Regions from separate parts of the Mus musculus genome. Here region 1 is linked to region 2. Evidence: chromatin contacts called from public HiChIP or PLAC-seq data. All regions are on one chromosome and are shown on one strand. The core of a region is the stretch at or near the end of the contact, and the rest is flanking DNA. Distances in the headings are between cores, read along the strand shown.

The links. HiChIP or PLAC-seq counts read pairs in DNA pulled down with a chosen protein or histone mark.
Region 1: a contact with region 2 is called in an H3K27ac HiChIP or PLAC-seq map of epiblast stem cells. The contact joins two enhancer-like sites. A contact is called at or near these places in 14 of 484 Hi-C or Micro-C datasets (Sertoli cells, cumulus cells, embryonic stem cells and 5 more) and 11 of 115 datasets of contacts at active chromatin or transcription factors (embryonic stem cells, epiblast stem cells, extraembryonic endoderm stem cells and 2 more).

Annotation. Positions count from the first base shown.
Region 1 is chr8:8,606,010-8,613,545 of GRCm38.p6, forward strand. No RefSeq gene overlaps it. Among named protein-coding and RNA genes, the nearest start is that of Gm31463, 33 kb to the left of the region's middle. Within about 2 kb of position 3,367, at least 39 of the 459 cell types and tissues checked have an H3K27ac peak or open chromatin away from gene starts, as enhancers often do. A contact at or near this core is called in embryonic stem cells, epiblast stem cells, pancreatic cancer cells and 1 more, where this site is marked.
Region 2 is chr8:8,487,733-8,495,179 of GRCm38.p6, forward strand. No RefSeq gene overlaps it. Among named protein-coding and RNA genes, the nearest start is that of Gm31135, 6.7 kb to the left of the region's middle. RefSeq lists an enhancer at 322-3,607. Within about 2 kb of position 1,494, at least 146 of the 459 cell types and tissues checked have an H3K27ac peak or open chromatin away from gene starts, as enhancers often do. A contact at or near this core is called in embryonic stem cells, epiblast stem cells, pancreatic cancer cells and 1 more, where this site is marked.

The DNA of each region.
Region 1 (7,536 bases), core at 2,117-4,616, 120 kb after region 2:
GTATCACTCACCCTCACCAAAGCTCTGCTTTTCATCTTGCCTTCACATGAATAACTACCCTCATTTAGTCAACCAGTGCTCTTGTGAGTGCTGGGTGCCCCATGGCACATCCACAGCACAGTTACTCTTGACTTCTATCTCAGTAAGCAGAAACTACCACCAACCCCACTTTGCACAGAAAATATTTAGGCTCCATAGTTTGGGAGAAAGTCCAAGGTCATGGAGCGGGAGAGTCAGGTCAGAAATGCAAATCAAAAAGTGTTTAATCTGAGGCCCTCACCTCTGAGCTATCTGACTGTCTGAGCTCCAGGATCACCCAGAAGTCCAAAATAAAGACACTGCCTGTCTGCCCCACTTCAGAGCAGACTGTCCCCAGCCTCACACATGGGCTTCTGTATTTTTACATGGCATGGTTGTCACTGCTTTATTCTGCCCAGGGGGTCATTGTTAGAAGAGAATGGTGCTCTCATTTCCCCAAACAGGACAAACTGTGTCCACTCGCGTCAATGAGAGAATGGACACATGCTATGGATTTTACTTCACTTTATTTCATTTGTGGTCCTGGAGCTCGAACCTAGGGCCTTGTGTGCACCCTAGAAAATGGCTCTAGCCCTGATCTCTATACCTCCGACCCTACCTAACTCTTCAAGGAGGGAACTAGTTAAAAGCAACAACCAGTTTAAAGGAAGATACAACCAGATATATGCCTGTAATCCTTGTACTGAGGAGGCTGAAGCAGAAGGATTGCCATGATTTGAGGTCAGCCTGGACTTCATTTCCAGACACTGTCGAAAGAAAGAAAGAAAGAAAGAAAGAAAGAAAGAAAGAAAGAAAGAAAGAAAGAAAGAAAGAAAGAAAGAAAGAAAGAAAGAGAGGAGTGGGATGGGGAGGGAGAAAGAAAGGAAGAGAGGAGGGCCCTGGCAGACTGTCATACTAGGCATATGGAAATGAAAGTGGGAACACCCAGCTTTATCCACAGTGGGTGCTAAGTCCACTGAATGCTCACTGCTATCTTCTGATTTTGCTTTCAATGGTTTATAGGTTTTAGAGTTCTCAAAAAAAAAAAAAAAAAGTCATAGAATACGTGAGTCATATTAACCTGGAAGATTTTGGGCTTGGGGTTTATCAACATGGCCCCTGAGTTTCTGTCAGGAAAGTGTGGGACCCTGCTCCAAGCCATTTACTTGTGGCCTTTGTCAACCTGCCCCAGCCTGCCCAATGACACCAAGGTAGAGCGATCACTAGGGCCTGGTGGACCACAAAGCTTGACCCCCATCCCACCTGGCCCTAGATGAAGATTTCTGTCATCTGTTTACTAGTGCCCAACTTTCTATGAAAGCACAGAATTCTCTTGCTACCAGGACAATTGCTCAGAGTTGTGTGTGCTGAGCAAACAAGTACTGAACACAGGAGAGGTCCCTCTTAGAATACTTAATGGAAAGGGTGTTGAGAGCATGAGTTTGCCAACTATCAGAGTGCCTTAACAATGGGGGCTTACTCTCTCACAGGGTGCAGCCTTGGAGGACAAAGGTCCAAGGTCAAGGTGTCTTGGATAGAGTTAAGAGAGAGTCTCTCCCTGACTTATACAAGACCTTTTTGGACATTTTTGTGTTTCATGTTTTGTTACTTTTCTTTACCTATATAGGGTCTCACTCTGCAACTTAAGCTAGCTTTGGATCACCTCAGAAAGACCTCAAGTGTGTAAAAGTCCTCCTGCCTCGGTCTCAACATACTGCCTGAGACATTCTTTTTCGTCTAATATGGTCCAGAGGAGCCGAATGGTTGGCTGCCCCCTCCTACAATGTTAGAATTCTAAGCAGGAGACACCTCTTCCCATTTCCTGTCTGCCTTTGTATGTTCTGACTCCGTCATCCTGTGTTAGAGTCTACTCTAGGAACTTCAGTTCACCTCAGTTTCTTTGTAAATACTCTGAGTAACAACACTGTGAAAGCACCCAGGCACTGGATTTGAACATCTTAGTTTAGGATACACAACCCAGCCCATGCTTTGGATGGGGGGAGGGGATTGCATATTCATCGAATAGTCTGTGAAGATGCTCCACTCTCTACTCCCCTACAGGACTATGCTTCTGTGGCTGCAACCAAAACAGATACATTGACATTCACTAAGACTGGAAGCAAGTGGCTGTTGGTAGACAACTCAAGCCGTACCCTTAGCCCTTGCAATCCTTGCAAGAGCCCTGCTCTCTTGCTGACCTAGCTGCTGTGTTCCATAGAGGTACCTGCAAACAGAGGTGTATGTTTTTACATCGTCATAGTTACTGTAACTATTGGTTTATTGTACAAACCAAGAAAAACCAGATCTCAGCTTGGGTGTGAGTCAGAGGTATATTAGTGTAAAGGGTATATTGGCATCAGCAGTCAGATGTATAAAACATTTGCCCTTTCCACTAGAGACATGCAGCCGTAAGAACCCAGTGGCAATAACTGGTGCTCAAGAGTAAGGCCCTTTGTGAAGCCTGGCCTTGGGGTTTGCCTCTGGTCAGAGGTCCTCATGGGGTCCATACTACCTTTCAGTCTGCACACGCTGTTTATACTGACCGCCCCCCACTACCCCACCCCAGAAAGTAGGGTATTAATTAATATACCCATTTTCCTTCATGAAGAAAGCAAAGCTTCAGCAGATAAAGTGGCTTTCATGAGCTGGTGAGTGGCAGGCCAGAGCCTCTCCCTGAATCACCATCAACAGAAAATCACCTTGAGAGACTGAAGAGGTGGCTGTGTATGTGGGTAAAGGGATGTTCTATTAGACTGAAGGCTTGAGTTGAGATGCCTAGGACCCATGTAAAAGCTGCATGTGGCAGGATGTACCCCTAATCCTAGTACTGGCAGATTCCTGGAGCATATTAGCTGTCCGGCCTAGCCAATCGGCAAGCTACTAGCTTAGTGAGAGACCCCGTCTCAAAAAAATAAAGAGAAATGGAAGATAGATGATAGATCACTTGCAGAGACCTGAGGCCTTCACACACATGTACAGACACATCTAAAGACATGTGAACACATACACTCGTACGCACCACGCTATGCTTGCATGTGTATACATATATACACACACACAAACACACACACACATGCTCACACACACACAAAGACACAATTATTTTGTGTATCTGTCACAAAAGCTGGCTCAGGGTGGCACTGCATTCTTTAAGAAGCCCTTCCTCTGTCAGATGCATTGCCTTGGAGACATTTAGCTTGCAGACTGCTCCGTGTGAGGGATGCCTGAGAGGGGTGGGGATGTGTAGCCCTTCAGGGGGCTGCATACCTCTAGATGCCTAACGCTGGGGGAGATGGCGCTGGCCAGCCAAGGCTGCTCTTCCTCACAACAGGACTTTCCCCTAATGTGTTTGCACAGCGTGCTGTGGAAACCTCCTGCAGCTTACACCACAGAGAACCAGCCCTGTTGAGCTATCTCCCCAATGGTGCGAACTGGCAAGAAAGAAAAGAGAATCTGAAAGCAAACAGATGCACTCTGGCTTCTCCTCCCCTTACAGAGTTGTTGATGGCCTGTGCTTGGCTAAATAATCAAATGCTGAGCCCGCCTTCTCAGTTCCTATCAAGGAACGAGAGGGGGCAGGGGGAGGGGGAGGGTTCATGGTGTGAAAAAGAACTAAAAAAAAAAAAATCGCTTTTACTTTCTGTCCTTGGGAGCCATGACCAAAGCCAGTCTAACATCTGGACAGATGAGGCACAGCTCAAATGTTAGAGATGTTTTCCAGGCCAAAAGGCATATTTCTGTATTAACTTGCTATAAGCTAGCTGCAGCAGCGTTGGAAAGAGCAGGAAAAAACTTTGTTGAACTCCAGTAGGACACAAGTTTCCTGAGTCACCTTTGCAAGCTGTCCATCCTTTTAGACAATTGAAATTCAGAGACAGAGAACCTGAGGTTTCAATTTGGGCCTGTGCTCCACACCAGAGCAAAACATGGTAAGGTAATGAGTGATCAAGGAGGTGGGAGGAATAGACGTTCCCAGATGCTTAGGCCTCCCCTGGGAAGGAGAAGGAAGCCAGCCCCATGCTTCCCCGAGCAGAGCCTCTGCTGATCTGCCTGTTGACGTCTTCTCAGGACGTCTGAAGTCTGAATGCATAAATCAGACCCAGGAGGACAGTGAAGATCAGAGTAAGTGCTTGTGCAAAATCGTTTGAGACTAGCCCGTTTTTAAAACCCTGGCAAAGTGGGTGGGTGGGTGCAGAGCAGTGTCTAAGAAGGGAGAAATTCAAGTTCAGTCCTCAGATCTGAATTACATGGAAAGACTGGTGGGATGTACAAACACATGTATCTTTAGCCCTGCTCATCCTCCTAGCTGCTAAGAGGAATTATGCTAGCTCTTTAATCCTTTAATTGAAGAGATTGAGCCTTATTAAAAAGGAAACCATTCTCATGGGAGAAAACTCTCCAAACTGTTATGGGTGGTTTATACGGTTGCTGGGGGGGAAATGCGCTGCCACTCCCAGACCTACTGAACCAGGGCCTGGCTTCAAGTACAGGAATCTCTCTGTGTGTCTCTCTGTCTCTCCGTCTCTGTCTCTCTCTAGTTAATAGAACTGCTTTTATAGATCTCAGTTATAGTTCTCAGTCATTTATTTAATAAAGAAAATTTAGGCTTGATGGCTTGTACCTATAATCTTAGTCAGTACTCAAGAAGCTGAGGCAGGGGGATTGCACAAGTTCGAGATCAGCCTGGACTACACAGTAAGCGCTAAGTCACCCTGGGCTTCCTTCAGTGTGAATCCCTGTTTTTAAATCCAAACGGCAGAATGATTCTAGATGCATATTCCTTTTAGAAAATATCCCTCACGCTGTATAGCATGATCCTGCTTACAGATCAGCTCTGCCTGTGTCCCTAAAACTTATTCTATGCTTCTTGAAGTGAGTGGAAGAGAGAGAGAGACACCCAGTGAAGATACAGTAAAACCATATGACCATGTGTATGTGGCAGAGGAACATAGAGAGACACATACAGTGAACATACAATTAGAGCCATGTGGCCATGTGTGTACCTCTAAACTTATGTGTCTAGCCGTTAATCTCCTTTTTCTGGTTCCAGATGTGGGTCCTCAAGGGTGGAGTTTCCACAGATGTGCTGAATATGTTTAGTGTTACTTGTATATATAGGATTCGGGGCTGACCATTTGGTATTAGATAATCCCTGGGAAAGACTGGTTCTCCTTCACTTAGCAGAACTTGGTTGCCTGGAATTCTTTATCTAGGAGTAGGACCCAGTGAGATCCTCCTTCCATGTTACCTGTCCATTGGTGTTGTCATTGCTCAGGTCTTGTTTAGGCAGCCATGTTGGCGAGGTATAATGGTGTAGCTTCCCTGTCATTTCTAGAAAACTCAATCTCACAGCAGATTTTTACTGAAAAAAAATTTTTTTTAATACCACGACGAGTTTCATAGACTCAGTAGTTGGTCATATTATGAAATGCTTTTGGGTGTCTGCTAGATATAAGTGACTTTGTTGTTATATGGGAACATTCCTCCTTCTGAGATGCTAGGATGAGGGAAGAGCCAAATTTTACATGTAAAATGCATAAGATTGTACACACACCTATGTAAGTGTGCTAGAACACAGGCTATGCACTTGTGATTAAAATACAGTAAGCTGGATTCTAGACTTCTTTTAAAAAAAACTTTTGTTTTCTTTGAAAGTTTTCAAAGTAAAAGATCACAGAATTGGGAATTCAGATAGTGTCTTTCTGCCATGCTATGGGGGGAGAGTTCAGAAACATCCATATTCCAATGCCAGCATTCAGACATCCACATCTGAAATGAACAAATATCCTGGTGACAGGGTTGCTGGAGAAGTCTTTGAGCAGGGTGTCTGCTCTTTGCTTTAAGAAGATGGGAGGTGCAACTGGTCAAGGTGCAGTGAATCCTGGTCATCTCAGCCACAAATGGAGCATCTGTATCCACAGGTCTCAACCACCATGGGGAAGATGGGGTGGAAGGAGGACAACAGCCAGAGGTCAAGTGGGACCGTGATTAACCAGTAGCTTCTGGTTATCATTCATGACCTTCACATTCATGACCTTGAAGCATCTATAACTGCCTACACAAGACCTGCACAGGATGAAGCCAGTCAGCACCCTGCAGAGACGGGACTCGTGCACCCTGACTCCTTAACTGAGGAGCTGTTGACAGAAGAGGATTTGGGGGCAGGGAACCAACTGCATCACAATGGACGCCCCTCCCCCACCCCAACAGGTGTATCTGGAGCACACATTGAGCTCAGTAGATTATTTTAAAAGAGAGAAACTAGAAGTTAGGGCAGGGGATGAGAGTGGATCAGTATACACTGTATATAATTCTCAAAAGAACTCATGAAAGTACAAGCAAAGGTAGGTAGGAGGTCTCACTGAGCACTTTTGGGGCCGCTTCTTCCACCATTCCATATCCATGATCATCATCGTATGTGCATTGCTAGAGTTGCCACTTAAACAGTTCTATTGTGGTTTCTCAAACATTCATTTTTTTTTCTAGAATCTGTTCTTAGAGCTAAAGTGTGTCTTAGAAGCATTACGGCATGAAACCATGTGACTTACCCACTCTCTCCAGGCCCTTGAGGAGGTGGGTGATTCAAGGCCAAGGCATGTAGCTGCCGGTTGCTCTCCCAGAAGACCCTCCAGGGAACAATGGCCACTCCTGTTTGACAATGATCAAGGCTGGGGCATTTATGAGCCTGTGTTCCGGGTTGTATACAAACTCTTAAAGTCTCCCATTCTTTCAGCAAGTCCTGCAAGGAGATTCTGTCCCTGGAGTATGGCGCAAGAGATGGGTAAAGCAAAGCCCCAGGAAGCTCTGTCTTCCAGAATCCAGTGCACCTCCTCATTGGAGGTGGTAGTCAGGGCTTCTCTCCCATCCAGAAGACAGTCTACAGAAATTCACTGTAAATTCTCTGTATAATAACTATGATAAACACCTTCAGCCCCGACTATGTGCCCCTGGAAAAGGGGTTGAGCTTATCTTTTCCTCACACCAAGCCAGCAGTGTGAGAGTGAAGGTATGATGAACACAGCCATTATTTCATCTGCATTGTTTCTATTTTAGGAATTGGTAGGAAACCCTGGACTTTCCAGCCCTGTTTACCAGGAGGAGGGCAGCACAGGGTGGGGCTACGTAGGAAGCACCTAGTTGCAGAGCTGAAAGGCTGGGTGGTACAGAGCCAGTGCTACTGGCATACATTCCAGATCCATCTATGTATTTAGGTATCAATGTATCTATGTATCATCTATCTATCTATCATTACCATCATGTTCATTACCATCATGTATCTATCCATGTATCTATCTATGCATCTATGTATCTATATGTTTCTATGTATCTATCATCTATTTATTTATCTGTGTATCTATCTATATATCATCTATCTATCTATCTGTCATCTATGTATCTACCATCTATCTAGTTATCTATTCAATTTTTTTCTCCTCATCCCATTCTTTTTTTTTTTTTTTTTTTTGAGCTTGCTACTAACTATTGGTAGCAGACAGAACACTCTCTGTAGTTCTTTCC
Region 2 (7,447 bases), core at 244-2,743:
TACTTAAAACTAAGTTCCTTTGGTCAGGGTCATACTTTAGATATGTTACCTATATTGTTAGGTTCCACAAAAGAACACAGGGCTCATAGCAACAGGGGCAGAATAAATGTCTCCATGAGATTCCAAGGGCATTAGTCACTTGATAGCTTGTGTGGTGCACAACAAAGCCGGGGCCAGCTAAGTCCTTTCGGATACACAGAAGGAAGGGCTCAGACAAAAGGCTGAGGCTGCCGCCTGATATCCAAGAGCAAATGACAACTCTTAAAACTCTCCCTGCTCTGAACTGCTCAAGAAAATATGAAAGTAATTTTCAAAGAGCATGGCTTGACGCTTCTCTCCTAAAAGAAAATCCTCCCCAGAGTCTCTGATTAAAGAAGGGCGTAATCACTCTTTCTGATTCACTCTGATTTCACCTCAAAGGGGACCCGAGGTTTCTTTATACCAAGTTGACTCTTACTTCAAACCAAAGGCAGAAGAGAGGGAAAAAAAAGTCAAGTCAGTTTGAGCAGCCTCTCCCAAAAAGCTCAGAACGTCAGGTTATTTATAGGTGTTAAACTGAACCTTTAAACACAGAAATTGCCAGCCTCTATCTGACGCAGCGTGTAAGACAAGGACACAGGTCTTGTGCAACTCTGAGGTGGGTTAAATAACTCAGACACAAAATTTATGTGCCTCGTGCCATCACGGCTTCTGACCCAATGCTGTATAGTCTGTAGTGAACGTGAGTGGCGCGCACATGTGTGTGTGTGTGTGTGTGTGTGTGTGTGTGTGTGTGTGAATGAATGTGTGATATGTTGTATGTAAAGAGTCCAAGGCAAGAATCAGTATCCTGTCCTGCCCATAGATGCACAAGCACCCAGCATCCAGAGGGTAAGGTAGTGTGTTCCTTGATGAGCGCTCTGGGAACAAGCCCAGCCTGGAAAGGGTTGAGAGCATAGGGCTGCCAGGCCAGCTCACACTCCCGAGCCAGTGAGCCTGTCCAACTAATCGGCCGGGTTTGTTTGCACAGCTTTGCTGGAGCGTTTGCAGGGATGCACCCCCAGCTCCCCGCAGAGCCTGAGAGAGAGTGGCCAGCCAAGATACCAGCGGGACCAGGATTCACCTGCATGCCCAGATACGGGCAGAAAAAACATAGCACAGTTTGTCCAAACAGCCCTGGGCGCTGCAGGATGGCTGTCCCCGAGGTCTTCCCCCAGCTTTGCTGCCAGGGGACACCAGCCAGGTTTATCTAAGGGCTGAGATACACTCTTTGAAATTCGCAGTCAGGCAGGCCTGCTGTGACCCAGGGAGGGACTTCTAGAGCTCCCCCGGGGAGCCAAGCTCTACCTGGAAACGCTTGGCAGACACATTCAATGAGGTTCCCACAGCCCACAGCCTTAGTCAGCACCTGGTCGGTGGAGTGACTCAGAAATTGGGAGCGAGGAGGGGCTTCAGGTTTTCTGAACCCACTGTCACGTACGTCACGTGATTAACCAAAGCATGAGCCTGCTCAGAACCACAGGCAGGAGCCATCTGCCTTTGTCTTGCCTTTGTTATCTTACAGAACCAGCACGGGGAGGAACAGCCTTTGACTTTCCAGATTCCCCCACCACCATCACCAACCCCCACCTCCAGCAGCAGGCTGGGTGATAACGTTTTTGATTAAGCTCTTGCACACATCAGCAAAGCCTAATTATGAAAGATCTAATAATATATCGCCGTGTTTCTCTGACAACCACGGGCGTCTCCTCTCAGCATCCTCCGAGCTATTGGAAAGGGGAGCAGACACTGACACCTCGCACTAACTGCACAGGGAGAGGGCCAGGCCTAGAACCTTCTGCACAGGACGATTGGGGTCTTTCTGCAACACCCATCTCCTGCAAGGGCAAACTTGGCTATACACAAAAAGGGATTTGTTTGATTTTGTTTTTTAAGTCGGGGGTGTGGGGTGGGGAATTAAGCGTTGTTTGGCAATTAAAATAAGTGGAATGAAGAATCATCTCATTAGCATTCCTCCAGTGGCAAAGGATGTTCAAACCTTGCGACCCTGGCGGTAAGATGCCTCACACTGCCGCTGCTTTATGTATAGCTAAAAATACATTCGGTGACACTTTAACCGGCAAGAGAAAGCACTCCGTTTCTCTATACATATGGAAATAAGCTCTCTCCGGAGACACCTGGAACAATGGCGGCAAAATCTATATCAAAAGAGACGCAGCCTCTGCACAGCTTTCCTTTGTGCCCAGAATGCTTGTGGCAGCCCTGAGTTCATGGATTTCTACCGTGGTGCAATTTAAAACAAATGATGCTTGCTTACCTCCAACCCCCACCTCCCTGCAGGCAGCTTGCCTGCGTGTGCAGGCAGTATACCAGGGGGTCCTTCACAGAGGAATTTGCCACATACACTTGACACTTGATCAAAGCAGGGGCATTTGTCTCCCTGAAACAAAACTGCAAACACCAAAGGCCCTGGCCCCATGATGCTCCTGGGTCTTCCTGCACAGCCTTTGTGACCACGGTTCAATTTTGTCCTCTGACAATCCTTCAAATTACACTTTCCAGGAAAAGAAAATAAAAAATCATGAGTTTTTTTTTTTTTCTGCAGAATTATGAGGGCATCCAGGAGACTAGTCTCATCTACTAAGTTCCAGGACAGTGGCAAAGAGGAGACTCTAGCCTCCCTAGACCTCTGGCTTGTAAGAGAATCCCTACCCGCTTGTCTCCTGTCTCCAATACCACCGGCCTGGTGACTTCTGGGTCCTGAAAACAACAGATTTGGCTACAGCTGGAGGACGTTTTCCCACTCTGGTGTCCAGCTGTGGACGTCATTCTGTGACCACGTAGCCAGGCTCTCTTTCATTTTATGAAGGTCGTGTGTCTTTTCATTTCCTCCCCTGATTCCCAGTCCTGAGGCTGGCTGCGTGGGCTGGTGGCAAAGGCCTTGCCTAGCAAGAACAAGGCCTGGCTTCCATCCTCAATATGGAGAAAGGGAAGAGGGAGGAGAGAGTCCTAGTGCAGCTCTTACATTTGATGTTACTTTCTCTGTCCTGTCTCCATCATGCCGCTCTTCTTTCCTCCCCTACTTTTTCTCCAGTTGGACAAACAGCTGAAGTTCCCTGTACGTTATCATTATCAGGCCAGAGCTGCACTTGGTAAGCTTGGGCTTCTCCATTTCCCCCTGATAGATTAACAGTGTCTAGCCCAGAAACCATCTTTAAATTCCTGACAAGTTCCCAAGGCGAATGTGGAGTCTTGTTTTCCCCTAGGTAAGCTCACAGTCCATTAACCTACCCAGGGCAATGGGCACTGGCCACCCAGAGTCTCCCTGACAGCAAGGTAGAAATCATTTCTGTGATCAAGGTCTGATATCTCACCTCTAAACCTGTGTGGTGAGGGTGGCTGGTCTGCAGGAAGTGCCTCCGAAAAGGAGTTAACCATATCATTCAATTTCCTGTTGCTTTGTTTCTCTCCGCCTGATAAGCCTTTATCAGACCAAAATGAAACTTCGCTCTGATCTGGAGCTGGGCAGCTCGGTAGACACATACATACCTTTGATAGCTCCCCTCTTGGGAAGCAGGGGAGTCTAATTGATAAAGTACGAAAACCTGAAACTGGAGCCCAGAAGTCTAGACACAGTGTGAGCCGACAAATTGTAACCCAATGGTTTAGCTTTGACGCTCACTTCAGACAGGAGGAACTGAAGAGTTTACTGTCCTGGGCTTAGCTACCTGTATAAACTGAGGCAAAACAGAAAGATACAATAAGAAATGTTGGCCAGTGTCACTTCTGAAAACTCTCTGAAAAAAATCAGAAATTTAAATTAAAGTTAAATTTACTTAAAAAGTAAATTAGTATACACACACACACACACACTTCCCATGCCTTTTCCCCACCTAAGATCATTTTGTAAAATTTGGGATATTGGTAAGATAATTAATAGGCAGTTCATAAATTTTACAATTACCTATCAAAAGGAGATAAGAACCTCAAATGGTAAAAAAAAAAAAAAAAATTACCAAGTGTTTTGGGATGTGGTTTGACAGCTTCTTATACAATTACATATATATTTGTTTAAAATCTTAAAACTGTTTTCACTGTGTGTCTGTGTGCAAGGACAGGAGCACACCTCACTTCACACCTGTAGACAGTCAACAACAGCATGCAGGAGTGTGTGCTCTCCCTCCACGTGGAATCAGAGTCAGGTGTCAGGCTTGCTAGCAAGTGCCTTTACTCACTGAGCCATCTTGCTGGCCCTAATTACACCTTTTGATCTGACTTTTGAGGTCCTGGCCATTTACCTAAAGGAAAACATACACATACATCCTCACAGAACCTGAGCAGAATTACTTTACAGCAGTGACTTTCTCCAGAATTTCCAAGCAATGGAAGAAATCCAGATACGCTGCAGTCAGTGAGTGAACAGACAAGCTGTGCTATATGCAGGCAAGGAAGCATGACTTAGCAGTAAAAAGAGAAAGATGTTCTCAAGCCACAAAAAGACATGGAGGGACTTTCAGTGTTCATGGCTGGATGCAACAGACAACCTCAAAAGAGAGTGTGCTGCGTGCTTCCTCTTACACATTCTACAATCAGGAAAGCTAAGGAGACAACAAAAAGTCTAGTTCCCATGGTGCAAGGGGATGAAATCTGAATAGGTGAATACTGGGGAACTTCCAGGCAGTAGGGTAGATAAGTAGTGATGGATACATGGTGTTACACATGTGTCAAAGTCCTCAGAATGTAAGCAGAGCGAAGGCTAATGGAAACTATGTAACTATGATGCATTAACTCTTCACAAGTAGAACATACAACCAGCCATAATAACAAGAGAAATAATCTAGGCGGAGGGGGTGGGGTGGGGAGTCTACCTGCTACTTGATGTTTCTGTAAATCAGATCCCAAGCAGAGATGATAGCTCAGTGGGCAAGCTGCTTGCCACTCCAGCCTAGCCACCTGCGTTGGAATCTCCAGAATCCAGGAAAAAGCCACGTGCAGTAGCACACACCTGTTATCTGATGTGTCGGTGGTGGTTGGGTGACTGGGACAAGATCGTCTCCAGATGCTCAAGAGTCTTATGCAGCAGCAAAGAAACCTGTCTCAAGCACGGTGAGGACTGCTTCCTGAAGGCTGTGCTCTGACCTCCTCAGACATATCCTGGTGCACAGACACCCACATTCACACACATATGGGCACACATACACAGCTCTCTCCTCTCCTCCCCTCCCCTCCCATACCCTCCCCTCTCCTCTTCCTCCTCCTCCTCTTCTTCATCTTCTTCCTCCTCCTCCTCTCTCTCTCTCCTCTTTCACTGTCTCCTCTCTTTCTCCTCTCTCTCACTCTTTCCTTTTTCCTCTCCCCTCTGTCTCCTCTCTCACCTCATTCTCCTCCTCCTCCTCTCTCTCTCTCTCTCTCTCTCTCTCTCTCTCTCTCTCTCTCTCTCTCTCTCTCTCTCTCTCACCCAATCTCTCTCATACACATACACTTATCAATTATTTTAAGAAGACACACTAAAGATATTCGAGGTGATTAAAGGTATCTATGGATTTTACACAAACATGCCTTCAGTGGCTGAGTACATTTTGTATATATACTTTTCAGTCTAAGGATTATAGACTATTTTTTTTCATTCACAAACTCTTTAAGCATTCATATTGGGGAAACAGTAACATTTATCCCCAAACATTTTATTCTTAGAATGAAAGAGGAAAACTCTTAGTTTCCAAGTGAGTTAGTCACCCCAGTTCACCGCCCCAGTGTAGGCCAGCAAATGAGCTGTTCCACTCACCCCTGTTAAATCAGCCCTACTGAGACAGCTTATTACTTTGTAGACACAACCTTACCAAGGATGCTCTTGACCCCATTCTCCTCTCCAGTGATGGATTATCATCCATCATCCAGACTGACCTACTATTACCCTTAATCAGTGAGTCCTAGGGGCCAATCTGATGATGGGTCATCAAAAAGCAACTTAAGCTAGGAACCCTTCACTGGCACGGGATGGCAGCGTTCTCCAGGGCTATCTCAAAGGCTATCTCCTTGATGTGGGTGTCACTACCCCGAGTTGAAAAGGAAGAAGCTAAAATATTCATGGCATCTCCTATTTTCTGTCTTCAACATTGAATTTAACATTTTTTTCGAGGGAAAACAAAAACAGATCGATGCCAGGATCTTTTTCTAAAACCATTGACACAGATCACAATATCTTCTTTACTGTAATTAAATGAGTTAATTCTCTGTTGGAAAAGAGAGAAATGCCACTTTAATACAAAATGCACCCAGGACTGACATTACAGAAGTTGAAAATGCATTGGACACTTTGAGTGTAGTGCACTGAAGCAAAGCAAGACTGTAGACACCGAGCTAGCATCTGCAGAGATAGGAGGGGATGGGGGTAGGGGCGGTAAGGAGAGAAAGACTGGGAAAGGAGATAGGGCAAGACAGAGAGACAGGAAGATCTTCACATGGCCACAAGTAGGCCAGAAGGCTGTTGTACGAATGTGTCCTCTAAAGGTGTGTGGTGGAAACCCAAGTCCCAGTGCCACACAATGGCCTCTAATGAGGGGTGGTTAGTGATCAGGACCAAGGAAAAGGACCACATCAGCTGATGTGGTGCGTAATTTACCTTTCCCCTCGCTGTGTCTAAATATGGAAAAGGCAACTTAACGGAACGATTTGAGACAGAGTCATGACAGGGAGGCGTGGCAGTGTAAATGTGGGGCTGGGATCCCTCACGTCGCCACCCCCTCTGAAAGCAGAAGTGTAACTGACCATAAAAACCTTTGTGACGCCCCCTAGTGGTAGCGTGCCCTAAAAGCTTCAACGTGGAGGATATACTTTCTCTCTCCCTCCTGACCTCCCTCCTCTCCCATTCATACCTCTAGAAACTGTGAGATGAAAACTTCTGTTCTCTGTAACTTACCCAGTCTCAAGGATTCTGTCATAGCTGCATAAAAAAAGACTCTTTGAAAAGAAATTCATCCACATTTTTTCATTTATTTTATGTGTATCTTGTGTGTATGAGAGTGTATGCATGTATGTATGTATATTATATGCATGCCTGGTGTTCAAAGAGGCCAGAAGACGGTTCAGAATTTTTAGAACTGTAGTTACAGTTAGTGGTAATCCACTATGTGGGTCCTGGGGAGGGAACTGCGGTCCTCTACCAGTGCTCTTAGCAGCTGAACTATCTCCCTAGCTTCCATTTACAGATGTCCACTTATCCACCTCAGCATTAGGATTTTTTGGAAGGCATGACCGAAGGAATTCCATAATTATTTTTATCCAATTATTTTTTATTTTTCTCAGATTCTGCTGCCTGAAGACACAAAGGCTCTGTAGTCTTCTGGAAGCCAACACAATGGCTCAAGGCCAAGGCCATTGCTCAGCAGCCAGTGCTAAGTTCATGCACTGGGGTCAGGGGCGCATGCACTGGGGTCAGGGGCGCATGCACTGGGGTCATGGCGCATGC